Regions from separate parts of the Rattus norvegicus genome. Here region 2 is linked to region 1. The links are chromatin contacts, called in public Hi-C maps. All regions are on one chromosome and are shown on one strand. Each heading gives the region's core, a stretch centred on a gene start, on an enhancer-like site or on the middle of the called end of the contact. The rest is flanking DNA. Distances are from core to core; before and after follow the strand shown.

Region 1 (3,014 bases), core at 71-2,570:
AGAGCCAGCGCCTCTGCTGTAAATTGGAAGGGATTTAAGGATTGGGAAGTAGGAAGCCGGGGTGGCAGAAGTTAATGGAGTTACTGCTGTTTCTCAGAAAGAAGAAAGTCCCCTTCGGGGTTGGGCTTGGGAACCCGAGGGATTTTTCTCTCCCAATGGGAAAGGAAGAATTGAAAACCTCCGGGAAGCAATAGATTGTTAGAGGAAGCAATAGATTGTTAGACAGGGTCTGCGGAAGGCTCTCGAGTCCTACCTGCAGGTCCGTCCCATAGAAGGCAGCCATGGACGCATCAGCCACCAGAAGTATTTCCACGAAGCGAGCCTCGGATACAAATCTCTTGCTCCTAGTTTTGGATCCGAAGGGTGGTGTCACTTCGCGGGAGTCTTCTGTCTCTTTGCGCAACCCCTCTTTGTCCCGCTCCCTGTCCTCTTCGTTGTCACGTCTTCTCTGTCCCTGCCCATCACCCATCTCCACCTCCCATTCTAGTCCTTGAGGGAGGGGGAAGACCTCCGCGGCAGCGAGCCCGGGGTCCTCGCGGCGCTGTCCCGGCCCCCAGCGCTGCAGGCGATGCGGCTGGTCCAGGGAGTCCCCAGCGCCCTGTGGCTGGATGGTGAACTCCTCTCCAGCCAGCAAGAATGAGCCGCTCAGCCCACCACACAGGCTCATCGCCGCCAGCGACTCCCGCTCTCCATTCACTGTGCCAGAGAAGAAGCAGCCGCGCAGCCCCGGCTCGCCCCCGGCCGCCGCGCTCGAGCCCCCGAGTCGCTCGATCTTGAACTCCGGCGCCAGGAAGCTGGCGTCCGGCGCCAGGCGCAGCACGAAGCTCTGGCCGAAGGCGGACAGGTGGAAGGCGAGCTCGCTCGCGCTGCTGGGCAACCGCGTGGGCACCACTAGCTCCGAGGCCTGCGTCCGGGTTCCCGGCCTCGCCGGGGCGCCGCAGACGAGTGGTGGCGGCGGCAGCTGCAATAGCAGCAGCAGGAGGGGAGGCCACCGGGTGGCGGTGGGGTCGCGGAGCATGGGGGCAGAGGGCTGCGGAGCGGGGGAGAGGGAAAAAGACTGCCGCGCTCGGGCAGGTGCTGGTGGCCCGAGGCGGCCGGGCCGCTCTGTCCAGGAAAAATGATCAATCGGATGAGGAGACCCACTCGGCCAGCGGCAGCAGGCGTGGCGGTCCCCTGGCGGCCCCTCTGGATCGCGCAGCCCGCTCCTCCTGCGCCAGCCAAGCCAGCCAACCTACAGAACTCGAGCAGCTGGCGCCCCGGGCTGCGAGCGCGCGTCCTCCGCGGCGTCCCGTGCAGTCGCCTCCTTCCTCGGGAAACACCGAGTGGGCTGCCGAGCCCTTAGTATTTATACTTCCTTCCCGGCTTTGACATAAGAGGTTTATTTTTGATCGCTCACTATTCCCGTTTCCCCTCCCCTGGGGTCAGAGACAGAAACAGAAAAGGAGAGGAGGGGAAAAAAGGGATGAAATGTAAAACCAATCAGGAGTCAGTGAGCCCCTCCCGACAGTTAAGTAGTTAAGTGTCAACTACAGCTTTTTTTCCCTTTCTACATGACCACGTGAAGACCCACGCCAATTCCTGTAATGCTGGACACTCTCTGAAGGCAAGTCCTGGATGGGAGAGACACTAGCTTCTTCTTGTGCTAGAGCTAGGTGCTGGGGACAGACACACTCTGCACTGGTCTCAGCGACAGTATTCAGATTCCTGTACAAACCTGGCAGTGTTAAAAGAGGTTTGTGGGGAAGGTTCTAAAGTCCTTAACGGTCAAATACAAAGTGAGAGGTGGGAAAGTCATACTGAAACCACACTGTCCATTAAGAACCACCGCAGAACTTTAAGAATGCCACTGGTCAAGGCTGGCAAGGACGCTTAATGGCTTGCTTCTGAGCATAGTGGGGTGAAAGGCTACCACCAGCAAGGCAAAATAAATTCAACACCACTAATTTCCCATTTCCTATTGGTAGGAAGTACTTCACCAGTCTGCCTTCTGACATACAGTTCTTCCAGTTGCCTTGGTGACATGGGGAAAGGTGGCCAGGTCCCTTCGATGGCATTGCCCACAGCTCCAAATACATATCAATGTGTAAGAAGTTAACTCACTCTGCCATACACCACACCTTCCTGCCGAAGAGAGTGGGATCCAGGAAGAGTGATGGCGGTCTTAAGACCACAGAACGCAACATTTGTATCCACTACATTATTAAGGGTGCAGGTCCAGATTGAACTCAGAATCATGTTCTCTCAGTACCAGTACAATTCCCAGGCCCCTGCCCTGCGTCCTTTCTGAGTGGCAAATTACGGAGGGCACAGCACTTGGCAGCTAGCCTATTCCCAACTACGACGCAGCTTTTTGCTTATGTGGACAGAGGGTGCCTACAGCAGAGTCTTCTTTCCGTTTAGCCAGCCCAATCCATTTCTGTAGCTGTGAAGGATTCCTTAGGGCTTGTTACCCACGAAGAGGAGGCTCTTAAAGTGACGTATGTCACTACAGAACCTAGGGAAAGGCCCCGACACCCCAAGTTCTCTCCATTTTAATAGCAGTGCAAAGGAGCGGTTGAGAACCTTCAAGGTGCAGAATCTCCTTCTTTTCCTATACAGAGAACTGGAAGTTTGGGTGAAACACTCCTAGAGGCAGGGGAACGGGAAGCATCTCTGCTTTTTACCAAAAATGAGCAAGATGCTCATCCCTCAACAGTTTAATATCCCTGGGACAGTGTGACCTGTACAGTTAAATGGGCAATCCCATTCGCCTCAGGGCTGTGGTGACATTTCAATTACTGGTCTTTGCTATTAAGTTCCTTGTTCATTATTTTCCAGTTTGGAACTCTGTTGTTTTTTTCCTGGTTGTTTTTTTCTTTCTTGATACAGGTTCTCACCGCATAGTCCAGGCTGGCCTCAAACTTCTTAGCTTTTCACCTTCTAGACTTCTGAGTGCCGAGGTCACAGATAAGTGCTGCGGCCTCACGCCTGGCTTTCAACTTTTGGTTTTCAATAGTAGTTAGGCCCTTCACTTG
Region 2 (3,144 bases), core at 591-3,090, 180 kb before region 1:
TGTGCCACTCCGTGTGTCCTGCTTAACTCAATGGGGGAATTTTTCAGGTCCGGCCTAGCCAGAACTCCAAGGACATGGTGTGCAGGGACAGAGGCAATGAGAGGAGTTCTTCCAGGGAAGGGCGGAGGTCCCCTCAGATAGAAGGCCATTCAGAGGCCGGTTCGTAAAGGAGAGCGCACCTTAGCGCTCCCTCATGGAGGGTTAAAGCTTAGGCAGTCTACAGGACAGCACAGGGACATGGACTTAGGAAAAAAGTTAATCTGCTTGAAAGATTTGTGGCAAAACAAAATGAAATGCCAGGTTACTCATATAAGCCAAGTGGGAGGAGAGACTTTCTGTTCATTAACTCAGCATGGTGCCCATTGTGATTGGGACTACGGGCACTTGATACAGGATGCCCGGCTGACTGGAAGTTAGAGGATGACTTAAGTTGTCAAGCTCGGTGGGTGGCAGCTGGACCCTATGGACTGAGCCATCTCACTGGCTGTGTGCAGGGACTTTCTGCACAACCCTTCAGCTTTTCAGTGTAACATCTTTTCTGAGGTGAGTTTAGGTGTGGAAGAATACTAGCCTCACTTCAGTGGGAAAGAACCTTAACCTGGAGGTCCCCTAGGCCTGGGAAGACTTCGAATGACTTCAAGTTGTGAGAGCAGACGAGCTTCTTGGATGGAAGACTCACTGTCCTTTCATTCTGTTTGCCCTGCCCTTGTCAAGTGTCCCACTGTCTGCTGGGTATTAGAGATGAACAGGACCTGAGCTCATGGGCTCAACAGTGGCAGGCACAACCAGCAGCGTGTGGCAGACACCTTGTGTATGTCCCCTGCCTCATTCTCCGAGTGTCCTGGAAGTGGATCAGTCGTTCCGGCTGCAGAGGAGCTCCAGGCCCAGAGATGCCCTGCTCACGGCTTCTCAGCCAGTGGAGTACGTCCCACAGCTGCCTGAGGAACAGAGGAGCTCTGGCCCTCTCTGGAGCCTAGGTCATGTCCACCTGGGGCTCTAGAGTGCCAGAACTCTTGTGTCAGACAATAAATCCGCTGGCTGAGGCACCCATGGAAAAGGCTAGAAGAAATGCTCACTAGCTGGGCTGCACTGGCTGTTTCCAAGTCTTTCCCATTCCCATTCCTTTGGCTTCCTCCAGTAGTAGCTGCTGGGCATTTCCCTTGTGCAGGGGCCAAACCATCTGCTTTCTCTTACTACTCTGCCTAGGGCAGTGTGGATGGAGAAATGGTTCCTTGAGGTCTTGGCTGTGGGCAGAACACCATGTTCCACCCTGAAGTTCAGGACCAGCCCCTGCTCCTCACCAGCCTCCTCTGAGCCCTAAACTTCTGTGGAAAACTGGCCCCAAGAGATGCTTCTGCAAAGGGAACAGAGTCCACAATGCAGGTGCCTTCGCTTAGAGTTAGGCCTGGAAAGATGGTTAAAAACTCTGCTGGGGGCAGGGACCTAGGGCAGACCCCTTTGTCAGATTTCTCAATTCCAAAGGTCAACATGCCAACCATGTGGATGGGCTTCATTCTGTACCTGAGAAATAAGAAATTTTATGGAACTGGGGTAATGGAACCAAACAACCCCATTTTGTTATTAAGAGATTTTGAAAATAAGTAAAGTGACATTTGGACAACTTCATCAGGTACTTAAACAGAAAAACTTTAATTGGATTTTAAATGTTTTGTAAAGACAAATACAGAAAGTTCACTTTAGTTTCTACCTTGCAGTTCATTCCAGGTGAGGACACTAGGGGGCGCTCACACACCGTACTTAAGTGTGGTCAGTGCGGCACAATGAGACAAGTGCGGTTCAGAAGGAAGCTTTGGGCATCCTCCGCCCAAGCAATTATGGCAACCATGGATGTTGACCACCTGTGTCCCCATAAAGGGTGACACTGGACTCATTGTGAAGGTGGCTTTCCATGACTGGCTGTATCAACTTTCCTATGCTGTATATTCCCATCATGTGTAAACATCCCAAGGGAGGTGGCGCATGCTGCCTGTTGTCCATGCGGCAGGGAACCTGGCAGACTCCTTTTAAGACCCAGAGGTTCCCGAGCTCTTGAACTGAGCCTCCAACACTGTTCGCATGTGCGGAAGGAGCCTGTCTGCTGTGACAGAGGCAGTTAAGGGTTGAAGATGCAGGCTTCTTCCGGGGGTAGTGCTATAAATCTTTAATTTCAGCTCTTGGCATGCAAAGGAAGGTGGATTTCTATGTGTTTGAAGCCAGCCTGGTCTACATAGTGAGGCCCTGTCTTCAAACAAAACAAACAAACCAGCTTTGCTGGCTGATGCCTTGGGTGGAGCTAGTCTGCGGGGGGGGGGGGGGGGGGGGGGAGGAAAGCAGTGAGTGCATGGGAAGCATTTTAAAATTTTTCTTTCTTTTGGGTGCTTGTTTTCAATACACACATCCTGACCACCATAGTTTCCTCTCCCTCCTCTCTCCCCGGATCCACTAAGAGCAGGCCTATGGGTGGGGGCATCGCCTTAATACAGCATTAACAAGGTACAATAAGACCAGGCACAAACCCTATGTCAAGGCTGGATGAGGCAACCCAGCAGGAGGAGAGGGGGTCTAGGAGGTTGGCAAAAGAATCAGACACCCCCATTTCTGTTGCTAGGGATCCCACAGGAACACCATGCTGACAAGTACAACATACAGAGGACCTATGCAGGCTCGGTGATTGGCCACCTCAGTCTGTGAGCCCCCACGAGCCTGTTTAGTTGATTCTGTGGGTCGAGTTCCCCTGGCTACCTGCTCTCTCTGACTCATACAATCCCTTTTCCCTCTTCCTGCTTCTTCTGCTGGGTTCCCTGAGTTCCAAAGAACCTGATGGGAATCTCTAATTTGGGTTCTCTCTGCCTAATGTTTGGTTGTGGTTCCAGGCGTCTGCTTCCATCATCAGGCATCCTTTTCAAAATAATTTGATTCAGTTGGGATGTGTGTGTTGGGGGATGGTAGGTGTGCAGGTGGCCAGGTAACTTGCAGGAGTCAGCTCTCTTCCTTTCACACTGTAGGCCCTAGGGTTAGAAGTCTGTCAGTCTTTGTGGGAAATGCCTTTACCTCATTCAATGGGCCCTTCCTTTTCCTATGGCTGGCCTGGGAGTGTTCCTCATGTCAGGCCTGCTTTTCTAGCCTCTCTGCTGTTTACTAGGG

Evidence for each region. Hi-C and Micro-C count contacts between places; a contact is called where the count stands out from the background.
Region 2: a Hi-C map of prefrontal cortex shows a contact between it and region 1, with 7 times the contacts expected there. The contact joins the enhancer-like site here to the promoter of Adamts8 in region 1. A contact is called at or near these places in 12 of 12 Hi-C or Micro-C datasets (the A7r5 cell line, the Rat2 cell line, Schwann cells and 7 more) and 1 of 1 datasets of contacts at active chromatin or transcription factors (oligodendrocytes).

The regions. Positions count from the first base shown.
Region 1 is chr8:37,605,307-37,608,320 of GRCr8, reverse strand. Adamts8 (ADAM metallopeptidase with thrombospondin type 1 motif, 8) reads right to left here and starts at 1,320. Exons shown (of 9, transcript NM_001427178.1): 1 at 254-1,320. The coding sequence starts at 1,018. It overlaps LOC120094102 (a long non-coding RNA gene), which reads left to right. Exons shown (of 4, transcript XR_005488031.2): 2 at 1-1,376; 3 at 1,565-3,014.
Region 2 is chr8:37,790,022-37,793,165 of GRCr8, reverse strand. No RefSeq gene overlaps it. Among named protein-coding and RNA genes, the nearest start is that of St14, 48 kb to the left of the region's middle. Within about 2 kb of position 1,840, at least 20 of the 93 cell types and tissues checked have an H3K27ac peak or open chromatin away from gene starts, as enhancers often do. A contact at or near this core is called in prefrontal cortex, where this site is marked.